Regions from separate parts of the Gossypium hirsutum genome. Here region 2 is linked to region 1. A link is a contact called in public Hi-C data. All regions are on one chromosome and are shown on one strand. Each heading gives the region's core, a stretch centred on a gene start, on an enhancer-like site or on the middle of the called end of the contact. The rest is flanking DNA. Distances are from core to core; before and after follow the strand shown.

Region 1 (7,775 bases), core at 2,319-4,818:
AGAGATACTTCAAGGATTAGATTTTAGAAACAAGGAGAAAATAGGAAGGAATGGATCCATATGTTTAACATCACACTTCAGACCTAGGTTCCATGTAATCGAAGCAATAAGCTCACCACTCAAAACTCAAACCCTACTAATTTCTTTCACAGAATGACTTCAATCTGATACTCACCAACATAGCTGGGGCAGCTGCAGGTCCATATATTTTGACAAACATGCGCAAAATATTGAAATTATTTTCTAATACGTCATCCTGCAGCGTAGCCACAAAAACAATAAAAGAATATGACATATAAACTGAACCATAGAATCAGAACAATTAGAAAGCATCAAAGTACGGAAGTACCTCATAGTCAAACCTGGAGCATTATTATATCATCTGGGAGTTGAGTATATAATTGACACCATGCTTACAGCATATTATAACAAAAATGAATGAGAACATCAGTTATCCAAAAAAAGGAATGAGATTGAAATCAGTTTATCATTCTGTGTATTTGAAAGTGCCTATACCACTGAAACTGTCCACTTAAATCTAAGCTAAAATCAGAAAACACGGGAAAAAAAACACTTACAGATCATCTGATATTTCTACGAGGAATTCAGAGACTGACAGGAATTCCATGTGCAAGTCATTAACCTTTACAACAACTTCGAAGAAAATGCATTTAGCCTTGTTAATCTAAGTTACCAGAAACAAAATATAGAATGCAAGATATATCATAATAAAAACATAAAGGCGATGGATACATTTTGATAATGTCTTGTAATGTATGAATGCAAATGCAGACTGCATAACATTTATAAGCAGATATAAAATTTCAGTTCTGCTTGTTGTTTAAAGATTGAAACTGAAGATTAACAATATCACAATTACAGTAAAGCAGAAACTGTAAGCAAGAATCATTGTATGTACTTCCAAAAAACTTGATGAAAACCAACATAGCAAATCACGGCATCATGGAGTTGTCATTTTATTAAGTCAGAAAGAATTATGTAGTGCTTTAGACATTTCCTTTTCCTTCCCCTTCTATCAAAACCCTTAAATAGTGCTTCAAACTTGCATCCAAAATAGAATGTTAGAATGCCAGCATGGTTCAAAAAATCAAACAGATGTATGTACATGCAGAAACATGCAAAAGATACAAACGTATAAATAGGCTAACAGCAAATTACCTCTTGACCTCTTAACTGATACAGAAGAAGATTCAACACCCGATAGTCAAATGACTTTAGATGAATTGCCCTCATAACATCTTTAATAGAGATCTGGAGAAGCAAACATTTAATACATAAACATTTTTTGTGCATTTCCTCCTAGTAGTACAAGTCTTTTAAACCCTTTCCCCTTGAAGGATATTATTCTTTTATCCATTCATTACTTGAGCACATCTCATAGAACTAGATGCTATTTATTAAAATGTTACCCATTTCTAATATATATGTAGAGCCTCAAGCAAGGTTTGCAGCCTTGATATCTATATGTCAAAACCATCCATAGTTCATAAGCATGAGGAGAAACTTTGCTCAACAAGGCAGTGCTAAGATCAAAGATCTATTCACTCAATACCATTAGGTAGACCATTATTCCCTTTTCTGTTTAGGCAGAAAAATAAGAAAAGCAGTAGTCATCTACTTTTTGTGCGGAAAATCAGTACTAGGTAGAGAAAATTCTTTCTTAATTCTTTAGAAATAGTAAAAGTTAAAATATAATTAATTTGAGCAAAGCAGCAAGAATTAAGGAGGTATATCTACCTCCATTTTGTGTGTTAGTGCACGACATAGCTTTCTTTCCAATGCCCAGTACTCCTCTCCAGACCTAAATTCTTCTCTGATCCTAAATCCATTGCCAAAAAGAAGTCAACCAAATAAGTTTCTGTCTCTCCCCCCTTCTTTCCCAGAAAGGAAATAACAAGCAATATAGATGTACGAAAAAAAGTTACCTGTCATTAAGGAGTCCCCGGAGTTCAAGTACATTTAAAAGTGGTCTGAATGGATCCTTTTCTAACATGTTCGCAAATGTTTCAGCCCAACACTGATAGTTCATCTGTACTAGACAAAAAAATTCATGGGCCAGTGGAAGTTGATCATTAGAAGATTAACCACTGAAATAGTTCTTGAAATATCTCAGTATCACCTTCTCAAATTCTTTTGCTAGAGAAGTGTCTCCTTCTGTTGGTATAGAGAGTATCTTCTCATTCAAACCATCTAACTGCATATTATAAAAAAAAAAGTACTGAGGAAACAAGGTTACAAGAGAATTCATCGTTAACTTCTAGAATGTCCTTTACACTGAAGTAAAACAAATTTACTTTGCAAAGACAAGAATGGAAGGAATGGAAGCCAAGGCAAAGCTCATTCCTTCTTGGAGAGAAAATTAATGTCATAACGGAAGTTTACAAGAGAGAGAAAATTCGCCCAATTCCAACTTCAACTTCTCAACACCATTGCATTGAAAGCGATAAGACTAGCACCAACAAATATATTGAAATTTATGCAATATTCTTGCATTGAATGTAAAGATTACTTGTAAAAATAACAACATTTCTTTGGATAACGATTATTACCTGATAAATATAACTTTCAGTGAATGCAAGAACAGGGAAATATTTAAATATCATAAGTGGGCTGTCTATGTCCACTCCATGAAACATAAAATAAGATCTGCACTGCAAACACAATCATAACATCACTAATTGGGATAATTATATAGAACGCATTTGTCAAAAGCATAGGTAAAATTTTCTCCCATGCTCAATGCCACACCTATGCGTTCGTTCGTTCATTCATTACTAACATTATTAATGCATCCCATTATCATTTGCGCCAATAGTGAAGTTGCAGATAGTGATATAAAACTAAGTGACTTAAAAGACCAATTTATTGTGTTTTTGTGTGCTTACAAAATCCTCAAGTGTAGAATTTGCTCGTTCCATTGCTTCCAGTCCCACCATTGCTACCTCCTCGTGGTTTATCTGCAATGGGAGGCAATCCTTTTTACCGGACGGATCATTAACCTCTTGATAATCTGCAATATATATATTTAAAGTCCAGAACTTCACAAACCAACCAAAATAAATATATATAAAAATAGAAATCAGGTTGACCTCTTTCATCAGTTTCAAAACGAATCCATTGTGATGCTTCTTCCAGAAAGCTGACTGAAATCTGCAATTGTTAGAACCATTAGCGTAAAAAAGGGGGAAATTAACCATTAATGGGAAATGGGAAGGCTTACTTTTGGTAAATATTCAGAAAGTAAACGGAATTTCATGTCAAGATTGAGTTCGCCGCATGGTTGTAACTGGAAATCCAAGTTAATTAGTAATCAGACAAATTAAGTTAAAATGTGAAGAAAAAGAACAGAAAAAGGGGAAAAAAAAGCAAAGGGATTACTAAGAGAAGGATGAGATTGGCGATGAAGCGATTTGAATCGAGAGTTGAAGAGGGAACGAAGTTATGAGATTGCATAAATGTAAGAGTTGTGTGGAGTTGTTCAAGCTTCCTCAGTTCCTCCATTTCTTCTTTTCTTGTTTCTTTGCTCTACATTTCAGTCTTCTACAAAATTTTCATAGCCCTTTTATTAGTGGAACGACAGCGTTTTCACTATATTTTAATTTGAGTAAATTCCATTGTATCTCACTCAACTATTGGAGACGGTTTTCTTTTTTCTCTCAGCCTCAGCTGGGTGCTTCCGTTACTGTACAACAATATATTTAACCTTTAATATTTAAATATAATATTATTTTAATTTTAATTTTAAAAATTTTAACCCTTACATTTAACATTATTAATACTAATTCTAAAAACATTCAGAAAATTATATAAAATTTTCAAAATAAAAAGAAATTTAAAGAAATCAAAATATTATAATAAATTTATAAAATAATTAAAAATTTAGAAATATACAAATAATTTTAAAATACATAAATAATTTAAATAATTTATTTATTTTTATTAATTTATTATATGCATTAGTAGGAGACCTTGCGAGTTCATTTGGTACTTGAGAGTTAGTTTAGAGTTTTGAAGTTATGGTTTAGTGTTTGCTTTTAAAATTTAGGAAAATAGGCTTAAATTTGTCCTGGATAAGACCTAATTTTTCAGTATTTTGAAAGAGTCATTGAGTCTAAGAAAAATTATCCAAGCTTTATAGTTTAATCAACACATGACCTTGAGATTCTGAGTTTGAGGAAATGGGTTATGTTTTCTCGATGGCACGAACAAGATTTTTGGTGGGTTTGTTTGAGTGTGGGACTAATAAAAATTACCAAATTTTTTAATGTTAGGATTTAGGAGAATGAGTTAGGTTAATGTGCGAAAAAAACAAGATTTTTCATGATTGTGTTTGTTGTAGTGATCAAGGAAAGCTCTTCAGTTTCAAGTGCTTTTCCTTGTGTGGATCTTATTTCAATGGGAACTTGATCAGTTGATCCGCCTACACGTCTTGCTTTTACTGCTATATCGGGAGTTACTCCACGTATTGCTTGACGTAAAACATATAGTGGATTTGTTTCTGTCTTTTGTTGAATCTTTTTCAAGGCTTGATAGATAATTTGATAAGCCAATGATTTTTTCCGTGTTTCAAAATACGGTTAACCAACATGTTAACTAATCAATTACGATAAATTGGATCGAATTTTGTAGTTTTTTCTTCTGCAGTACCTTGACGTGACATGAGCGTGAAAGAGGTTCAAGAATCCATTTTCTTTTTATAAGGGCTAAAATAATTTATTTTGGCTTTTGACCCCATATTGTAGGGTGGATCTCGAAAGATATGAAAGATCTCCCTCCAAGCTGTAAATACGACTTTCATCGAACTAATGACTTCCACCATGTCAAGGGAACACCCTACCGCTGAGTTATATCCTTTCCCTGCCCCCATCAAGAAACAGAAATGACTAATCCTAAATCAAAGGATCGAGAAACTCAACAACGCCACTATTCTTGAACAACTTGGAGCCAGGCTTTCTTTTCGCACTATTACGGATACGAAAATAATGGAAAAAAGTTGGATTTATTTGTCAACTGCTCCTATCTGAAATAGGATTGACTACGGATTCGAGCCATATACACATGGTTTCATAAAATCGTACGATTCTCCCGATCTAAATCAAGCAGGTTTTATATGAAGAAGGTTTGCCTCAGCATGTTCTATTCGATACGAATAGGAGAAGCAATATTCTTTAAAAAATAGAGAAATCAGAACCAAGTCAAAATGATAAGGATCAACCCCTTCTTCTTACGCCAAAGATCTTACCATTTCTGAAGGAACTGGAGTTACATCTCTTTTCCAAATGACCCAATACCACATCTTTTTGCTATGATTTCATTTCCTTTTTTATTTTAATTTAATTCCTTTTTCTTTCATTTTATCCGCCAAATATTCAATGTATTTCTCATATTCTTTGATTGATTAATAGTTTGAAATCATTCTTATTTTTATTTCGAATTTGTAAATAAAAAGGATTTATGATTATGATATAGGTGGTAATCATAAATGTATTACCAATTGGGTTTTTTTCTAAACGGAGCCTGGATGCTTCATTTTTTCGATCCAACCAAGCCAACCATAAATCATTCAAATTGAAAATATTAATTTGGATACCCTCCAAAAAATGAAATGGATCTCCAATTGCACTTCATTACACTTCGCGCTACAAATTTTTGATAATTCAATCAATCTTTTTTGGGCAAAACAGAGGATATCTCGATCGGGCGAGAGAACAGGAGAATCCCATATGACCCAATATATTTGACAAGTTGCATTATACATCAACCCAAACTGCATCTTCCTCTCCCGAATTTCGAAAATGAACTTTTGGAACACCAATAGGCATTAAAGGAAAGAAAAATAATTAAATATTATATTTCACTTTGACTGGAAGCGTAATAATGGTCTTAATAATATTGGCCTCATATTTTATTGAGCCAATTTTATTGATAAAAAAATAGAGAGAAAAAAAATCAAGTGAATAAATGAAGTAATTGCATTTAAACATTTACAAAACAACATAAAATAACAAATAAAATAACATATAACATATAAAAAGAGAAAATATTACTAATAATTAATAAAAAAATGAATTCTTTTTTTTTCATTGTATTTTTCGTAGTCTTTTTTTATATTCTTTATTCTTTTTTCAACTCTCAACATTTATATTTGTTAGGATCGTCCCGATTAAGCAACAAACAAGTAAAATAGTAGAAGAAATTGAGAAGATGAACACACAAATTTAACGTGGAAAAACCCCTCCAAAGAGGATAAAAAACCACGGGCAAATATAATTTTACTATAATGGCAAAAGAATGAAGAGTACAAAAGATGGAGATAAAACTAAACCCCAAAAACTCGAAAAATAAAGAACCCTCAAAACGTAAACACAAAATTCTCTGAATGAGTTATGAGTTCTAATCTAATGGGTATACTTTCTAAGATTGTAAAAGAGCCTATTTATAGGCTAAATTAGTAAGTCAAATAAACTATACTAATAAATGCTAAATATATTATACTAATAAATACTAAATCTTCTAGAAAGAAAATATATTTTTGTTTAACTTGACTTGCAAGCAATCTCTTAGAATTTGGGTCACACAACTCTAACAATCTCCACCTTGACACAAATTCTTTCAACGCCATTTTTGCCAAAACCCGCCATGGGCCTATCTTGAACTATGCAGGGAGTTAACTGAGTCGAATCTATGCTTAGAAGCTGGAAGACTTCTAGCCTTCGACTTGTGCACTGCCAAATCAAAACTAACCCGGGTCTGATTTTCACGAACACAGTGCCTTAACTTTTCAAAACCTACATCCAAAAGAGAACCTCTCTTCAATGAAAAGGTCATACCTTTTTCCCTCCTATGACCAAGTTGCCTCATCTCCAAACAAGTTGACTTTGACTCCGTAACGGACGAGGGAAGTTTGATTTCACCGGTCACTGTAGAACCTTCCAGAATATAAAGATTGCCCGTTTTTTTACCTTTTAACAAAACGAGAGCTCCACGAGGTACTTTAATGTCACTCGACTCGATGTTAATTCTGCATCCTTTCAAGTCTAAAATACTCAAGGAGATGAGATTCTTTCGTAAATTAGGTACATACCTGACATCTGAGAGTGTCTTAATCGTCCCATCGTGCATCCTAATTTTAACAGTACCAATACCGATTATTTTACTAGATGAATCGTTTCCCATGTGCACAACTCCACCTTCAATTGAACTGCATGTGGAGAACCATTCACTATTGGGACACATGTGAAAAGAACATCTTAAATCTAGGTTCCACTCAGATGTAAGTTTGGAGTTATCTCTCGTTGACACTAATTTGTATCTACATATTCTAATTTTTTTCGGGTTGCTAACTCAACGGTAGAGTACTTAGCTTTTAAGTGTGACTAGCATCTTTTACACATTTGTATGAAGAAAGGGATTCGCTCAGACTATCAGTAGAGTTTGTAAGACCACGACTGATCCCAAAAGGAGTGGATGGAAAAAAGAGCATGTCGTAGCAATGGAGAATTCTAAGAATCTTTTTTTTTCCGGATCATTCCAAAAAAAATCGTTTTTGAATTTTTGGTGCGGAACAAAAAAAATGAACAAATATAATTCAAACTGGAGAGCTTAACAATGAACACAATCATGAAAAATCAACTTGATTACACTGTAACGAAAAATATATTTGTTCATTGAACACAATCATGATGGTGTTTTTTATACAATTTAACAATTACACTATAACGGAGGATAGTGGAAAAGGTTTACAAACACAAGTA
Region 2 (7,754 bases), core at 1,875-4,374, 370 kb after region 1:
AATAATATCAAACTCAAAAATATATTGAAATCTTGATGTTCTTACCTTGTCCTATTGATTTCAATTTTTAACTTGATTTTATCTCTCCTCCAGCTTTTATTTCTTGAATATAACTTGATATTCTAGCTCCCCATTGTCTCCTTATTATTTTTCTCTCTTGGTAGCTATGGAAATTCTTTTAATTTCTAAGTGAAAATGGTGAATTTTTGGTAAAAGGACCAAATTCTAAAAAAAAGAAAATTTCTTTCATCTCTTCTCTTCTCACGTGGGCGCATGGAAAGATGATGAAAATTCTTCATCTTTCTTTCCTTTTATACTAAATAAAATAATAATAAAATATCTCATTAAAATATTAATAAAATAAAATTTATCTAATTAAATAATTATAAAATATCATCAAAATATCTCTAATATCATCATTGCCTTCTAGAGTTCTCTCTCTTTTTAATTGACCATTTTGCCCTTTATGATCTTTTAAAATTTCATCCTTGAGTCATCACTTAATTTGGTAAAATTATGATTTAGTCCCTCATAATTCTTCACCTATTCAATTTGGTCCTAATTCATCCATTTTCCTTAGTTTCTAGATCATTCCACCCTTAAAATATTTACACTATTGGTCCTTCAAATTTTTTATATTTACACTTTAACCCCTCAAATTTTGAGTATTTACTCTTGGGCAACAAAACTTTTCTCACTTTTTGTAATTTAATCCTTTCTTGAATTAATATGTCATAATATACTTCCCAATGTTGACATAACTCAAAATTTCTCTTTTTGTCACTTTATTTCCTTATTTTACTATATCAAGGATACTATCTTACTTTCTTACTGTAGTAATTTTCGGGATATTATAGAAATTCTCGAGAAATTGTTCAATATGTTTACGTAAATATTTATTGGATTGAAATGATTTCAACATATGTGATAAATTCGAATTAGTGAATAATAGTTGAAGGAAGATTATAAAATGATCCAATATACCCATATGTATAGAAGGATCAAGATCAAAATGTGATTATTGTTGGAACTCTTGAAGATGCCAAAATATATTTTCCAAAATTCTTCTTCACTAATAACTTTCAGAAGAATAATGATTTAAACATTTAGCAAATTTGTTAAAGTGATCATTTGAAAAGCTAGTATTCAAGATTGAAATATGTAGAATTTAAGATATTATGTGATGTTGTCATGAGGAAGAGTAAATACGTGCAATACTCTTTCTTCCCTATCCGAAGTTTTATCCAATTTGGCTTTCTTGGTATGCTTTTTAATGACGCAACATGTTATGCATATTATAGATATACATATTCTTTTTTCTTCACTAAGATTTTTTTCTCATAAGGTTTTTATTTTAGTAAAATTTTAATGTAACATATTATCTATCAATGAACATTTAAGGTGGAATGTTATAAATATTTTATCATAAATTAAATCTCCATTAGACTGAAAAGTTTGATGTACTTTTAAAATTTTAATGTCAATTAAGAATAAAATTTTATATTATTTATACTAATATTTATAAATATAAACTTTGAGAAAAATATTAAGTAGATGAAATAAAATATATCACTTTTTGTTCTCCTATTTCTTGCTTCTATTTTATTTGTTTACTTTATAACATTTCATACCTTTTTAGATTAGGATTAAATGAGTAGCATGTAGTAAACTAAAAAAAAAAACTTAAAAAAAAAAGGATATGCCATAGTGTGAATCCTATTTGTGAATTTGAGATTTTCTATTCACAATAAATCAAATATTAACCCTCAAAATTAAATACATTTTAAATCTTTATACTTTTTTTTACTTTTTAATTTTTGATAAAATTTTAACTTTATTTTTTAACCTACTTAAAGAATCTCATGCCATAAAATAATGGGTAAATTAGAAAAAAGTGTTGGTTTTAAAATATATTTAGTAAAATAGACTGTTTTTTCTCAAATTTTAAAAAATAGATAGGTTTTAGAGAGACAGAAGATGCTTCCTGTAAGAAGTGCTTTCAACTGAGTTGTAGGAAAACGCTTTCTATAAAATGCATTTTTTAACACATCAACTTCTTTGATCAAATAGTTAAATATCAAAGGCTTTGTCTTAAGTTTTGGGTTTGATATTCTTCTATTCATATTTGTCTTTATTATTTCATGTTATTTTAAACCTTTTTTTTAAAATATTTTTTATTAAGTCTTAGCTCGACTAGTATAAGTATTGTTGTCAATGCAGGAGAACGTGAGTTCGAGTGTATTAGACCTATAATAAAATTGTTCAATTTTTTTTTAATTTTTTAATTAATGTTTTTAATTAATAAATATTTTATTTTATAATGAAATTGTTCAATTTTTTTAATTAATGTATTTAATTAATAAATATATTATTTTCAAGTGTTTTTAATTGTAATAACTCTTTTACTTATATAAATAAAATAATAAATATGTAATTATATAATAAAATATATATTATATATATCATTATGTTAAAAATATTTTTAATTCATAACTCCTTTATTTATATAAATAAATTAATAAAAATGTAGTTATATAATGAAATTATATATTTTTTATATTTATCATTTTCTTAAATATATTTTATTTATCATTATATAATTACATATTTATTAATTTATTTATATAAATAAAGGAGTTATTAATTAATTTTTTTAACATAATGATATATATAAAATATATGATTTTATTATATAATTACATATCTATTATTTTATTTATATAAATAAAAGAGTTATTAATTAAAAAGATGAATTAAAAAATTAAAAATAATATATTTATTAATTAAAAATAAAAAAAAGAAATAAAAAATAAAAATATGAATAATGGAAAAATCAAACCCGAAATTTAAAGATAAAACCACTAGCATTTAATCATCTAATCCAAAAAATTAATGTGTAAAAATATACATTTTGTAAAATACAATTTTCAACATGTTAACTGAAAATGCTTCTAAAAACGTTTTTTATTCCTCTCTCAAAAAATATCTATTTGCTAATGAAAAAAATCCTAACAATAATAGGAAAGCAAAAATTGCAGGCCTCACAAAAAAAAAAAGAGTGCAAGTTCAAGTAATACAAACAAATCTATTTCCACCGTTGATCCATTCTAAATTGACCCATTGCAGTCTTATATTTGTCCAACGGCTCTGATCTTTCAATATTTTTTAAAAAGATCTCCTCTAATTGCGTACCAAACGCAGTAACTTCATCTGCCAAAGAAACCCACCGGGAGAAAAATTATTTTCTTTTTTCTCATTAGGGTTCTCCTCATCAGAACAGATTATGGCTATTACTTCGATCTCGACGAATTGGTCATCTCTTTTCCGCTTCTCAAACCACTCGAAACATTCACTCTCTTTACCCCAAAGTACCATTTCTTTACGGTTTTCACGATCCAGACTCAGCTGCGGAAAACCCCTTTCAATTCGAGCAACCGCTGTTCCAGCGGCGCCTACAGCGGAGGGGTTGGAACCGGCTATTACGTTGACGGATGATGCTTTGAGGCACTTGAATAAGATGAGAGCAGAGCGTGATGAGGATTTGTGCTTAAGAATTGGGGTTAAGCAAGGTGGGTGTTCGGGCATGTCTTATACGATGGATTTTGAGAAGAGGTCTAATGCTAGAGCCGATGACTCTATCATTGAATATAACGGATTTACGATCGGTGAGTTTTGATCATTTTTGTCCCTTGTTTTGTTAAATACGTTGTTCTTTACTTCATTCTAATGTGATTAGAAGGCAAAGGGGTCCCGGTTAATGTTCTGATTCTAGGATTTTTGAGACAAAATAAGTCATTAGATTTAGATAGAAATCTCACAACTCTAAATTTGTTAATACAAGAATAGTTCGGTAGATTCTTCAACTTCGAGGAAAAAAAGCTCCAAAATTTGATTGAATTAAGATACCAAGTCCGAAATCTTGGGAAATTCTATTCTAATCATGGAAGAATTGTAACATCAATAACTCCAAAATCTTGGAAATATCACCATAGTAGGATTATGATAAAAATCATTGTTAGCAAATGAATACAGAGTAATATGCTGGGATATTCTGCAGGTAGCTGCAAACAATACTGCTTATGAAAACGAGTTGGAGTGTAACCTGATGTTTGCTTGAATGGGGGTATTTAGGCAGTTTAAGAGAGGATGGATTGTGGGTGGCAGCAATTTATGAAATATCTATATTATAATCCGGTTAATTTTCTTAATATCCGAATTTGTTTATTATGCTATTATATTTGAATACTGCTATTTATAGAAATCTGATTCAATAGCAACCTGAATTCATTGAATAGATTTTTACCTTTTAAAGAACAAATATAAAAAATGGAGCAAGAATTAAATTTAAAATTCAACTTCACTCATCATTATCAACAAACTGCTTCTAAATTACAATAACCAACAACTTAGATAATAAGAATTTATTTATTTTTGATTATTTGGTGCATGTCCTCCAAATAGCCATAAGTCTTTAACTGTCATACTGCTTTTTTCAAATTAAAGTCTTTGTTGGAATTTAAAATTGTTGAACCTTTAATGGACTGAAATGAAAGGTTACACTTAGATGCTAATAGATTTGGTCCCAAATTGAGCATTTAGCCATGGTTCTATGTGTATTATTGGATTTCCTACAAAAATTGGAGGAATTATCTATTGAAACATTCAAACTTTGTAACTTCTCTTGGCATTATTTTCTTGGCATTTAGCCCTGTCTAGATATTTTCTTGGCATTATTGTTTGTAGATTTCTACATGCAAATAAGAGGTTAATGTTTTTGCTTGGCATATGTTATACCAGTTTTCTGAACATCAAGCATTTTGCATTTGTTATCCAACAGCTAGATTTCAATGAATTAAGTCATATGATTTCAACTCATTATGAACTTTGTTTGGGAGTGTAGCATCTTTGCATAAAAGGAAGCAGGCTTATATTTCGTGCTTTTTTCCTCCCTATCTTCAGATGATATGAAGGATGCTTGTTTTTCAGATATTTTGGTCTCTCTATCTTTCTCAGTTTATTTCTGTATGCGGAAATGAGAATGATGATCAATAATTTTAACATGGCAATGTCTTGTGAAAGATAGAGTGCTATTTGTACCACATGCTAATGTTATTTGCTAACTCTAGTGCCTGTACAGATAGTTTAGGCTATCCAAAAAAGACTTGTCAGTGCAAATTAGGCTCCCTGCTCTATCATATTGTTAGAATGACTTTGCAATATGAAGGGCATTGTAACTGAATGAAACTGATGCTTTAAGGACATACTTGTTTCATTGTTCTTTTTCTGTTGACGAAAGAGTTGTTCTTTCTCTTAAGGTCTGTTTATGTAAGAGTTGGATGGTTTAATTGACTTATAGGCAAAATGGCTGATCATCCCTTCTCTGCTTGTTTTTGCAGTGTGTGATCCAAAAAGCCTTCTCTTCTTATTTGGAATGCAGTTAGACTACAGTGATGCTCTTATTGGTGGAGGTTTCTCTTTCAGGAACCCCAATGCTACCCAGACATGCGGTTGTGGTAAATCGTTTACGGCAGAAATGTGAAATCATATGTACAAAGACAGTCCATCCGTTTCATGTAATGCAACATACAAATTATGCCTGTAAATCTTTCATGTTTAACTGACTTCATATTTCTAGCACCTTTCATACCTTCTTTTCTCTTTTAGAAGGAATATATATTTGTTCGAAGGCCAGACACTGATATTGGTCTTCTTCATGCTTACGGATTTTGGCCTCTCTATCCAAAATGTTGCTCGACAAACTCGAGTGAAGGGTCGATGGATTATTTTTACTTGAGGAATACATTTTTTCCTTTTTGTCAAAAGCAAAAATATGAAAACAATTTAATGAACGCAATGCACAAAATAGATAATAATGATGAATGATATCCGAGAAATTATCATAATTTATTGTGAAATATGTTGCTAACTTAAGATGTATAACATAAATTACTGCACGGTCATATCATTGGTCAAAAACAAATTAAAAGTTATCGTAAATGAGATTTTCTATGGACGGTAAAAATGAGATAAAATAAGATTATGTTGGGAAAATAATTTTTTTTCAAAGAAATTAAAGTTATTTTATGAAGTAACATACTTATGATAATCTCATTGGATGAGCATAGCTTTTGTAATGATATATAATAAGGAGAGTCGACTTTATGACTAAATAATGTTAGTATTTAATAGGTGAAGAGTCAAAAATTAATTACAAATTATTTGAGCCATAATTATATATGCCCCATGAATCCCTTCCCTAGCTTGAGATAACCATAGATGAATGAAATGAAATGAAATGAAATTGACGAAGTAAGATAAATTGATTGCATGTATCACTATCCGTAGTGAATGTGTTTTCTCGCTAAGTACAAAAGATTTTAAAAATTAATTTAATCTCTTTAAATTATTATTTAATTAATTATAATTAAATAATTGAAGTTCGAAGTGAGAATTAAATTAATTAATCATCGTGAATTTGTTGAATAAGACAATTACATATATTTTAATCATAGATTCTAATACGGTCAAGTTGCTTACTTTAAGGGAATTATAACTGGGTTGAGAAAATAATTTAATTGAGAATTTAATTTAGTTAAATTAGTTAATTGATTAAATAAATAATATTTTTAAAAAAATAAATAAATATTGGGTTGAATAAAAATTCAGATAACATATATAATTAGATCTAATACATGAAAGACCCAACTATGCCTTGTGGAAGGGTGACAAACCCTAATGTATTTTAGGGCATGTCGCTGCCCCTGTACTTCTACTTAAAGTAGAAGTTTAATTTTCTATTTTAAAATTATTATTTAATTAAATCTTATTCAAACATAACTCTTGTAGTGATTCTCTATAAATAGGAACTATGTGTTGAGCTATTTACACTCTTCACATAATGTCGTCGTTATCTTGTCAGAAAACAGTGATAATTTATTTTACAAAATAAATTCTATTTTATGGAAAAAACACATAATTCTGGTTATAAAGAGAATTAACTTTCTTACTGAAAGTTAATAAAGTCTTCATTTTGTGCTATTGGTTTGTGATACTTTAAGCTCATATTTAAAACAGTTCGTGGTTTGAGAATAACAGAGAAGGTAGTTCGATCGAAAGTCGAGATTGACTTAACCGTCTCATACAAAGCATAAGTATAACTTCAGTTAAATTATATTGCTATAAATATCACAATGACTCGATTTCAAAAAAAAAAATTTTAACTTCCACTGTATCTTAAAACACTATTTTCTAAACTGATTTTTCTAACAGGGTTCCATACACTTTTTCAAGAAGCCATTGAGAAAGGCACTATTCATATCCATCTGATAAAAGCTTAATGTCTAAGTGAATAGCCACTGCTAAGAGTAATTGAATGGCCTCTAATCGAGCAACTGGAGCAAATGTGTCATCAAACTCGATCCTTTCAACTTGTTTGTATCCTTGAGCTACCAACTTTGCCTTGTTGTGAGTAATGACCCCACTCTCATCCATTTTGTTCTTGAAAATCCATTTTGTTCCAATGATGTTGCAGCATGTGGGCCCTGACACCAATTGCCATAGTTCATTTCGATCAAACTATTGGAGTTCTTTCTACAGAGCTTGTATCCAATCTTTCATCTAGTAAAACTTCTTCTACCTTTTCACCAAATGAAAGTAAATGATAAAACAAAATGAAAAGTTTGCTTAAAAGTAACCTAGAAAATATGGCAGTAAAAAAAATATAGAAAACTGAAAATTTTTTAAATCTATTTCTA

The links. A called contact is a pair of places that touch in the nucleus more often than the background predicts.
Region 2: a contact with region 1 is called in a Hi-C map of leaf, with 1.8 times the contacts expected there. The contact joins the promoter of LOC107914409 here to the promoter of LOC121222274 in region 1. A contact is called at or near these places in 4 of 34 Hi-C or Micro-C datasets (leaf and petal).

Annotation. Positions count from the first base shown.
Region 1 is chrD10:15,181,041-15,188,815 of Gossypium_hirsutum_v2.1, forward strand. LOC121222274 reads right to left here and starts at 3,569. Exons shown (of 14, transcript XM_041102557.1): 1 at 3,400-3,569; 2 at 3,242-3,307; 3 at 3,111-3,164; 4 at 2,907-2,978; 5 at 2,571-2,672; 6 at 2,141-2,215; 7 at 1,947-2,050; 8 at 1,759-1,840; 9 at 1,180-1,272; 10 at 579-643; 11 at 350-362; 12 at 176-256. The coding sequence starts at 3,522.
Region 2 is chrD10:15,553,737-15,561,490 of Gossypium_hirsutum_v2.1, forward strand. LOC107914409 (iron-sulfur assembly protein IscA, chloroplastic) reads left to right here and starts at 3,125. Exons shown (of 2, transcript XM_016843320.2): 1 at 3,125-3,665; 2 at 5,397-5,720. The coding sequence starts at 3,284. The coding sequence ends at 5,539.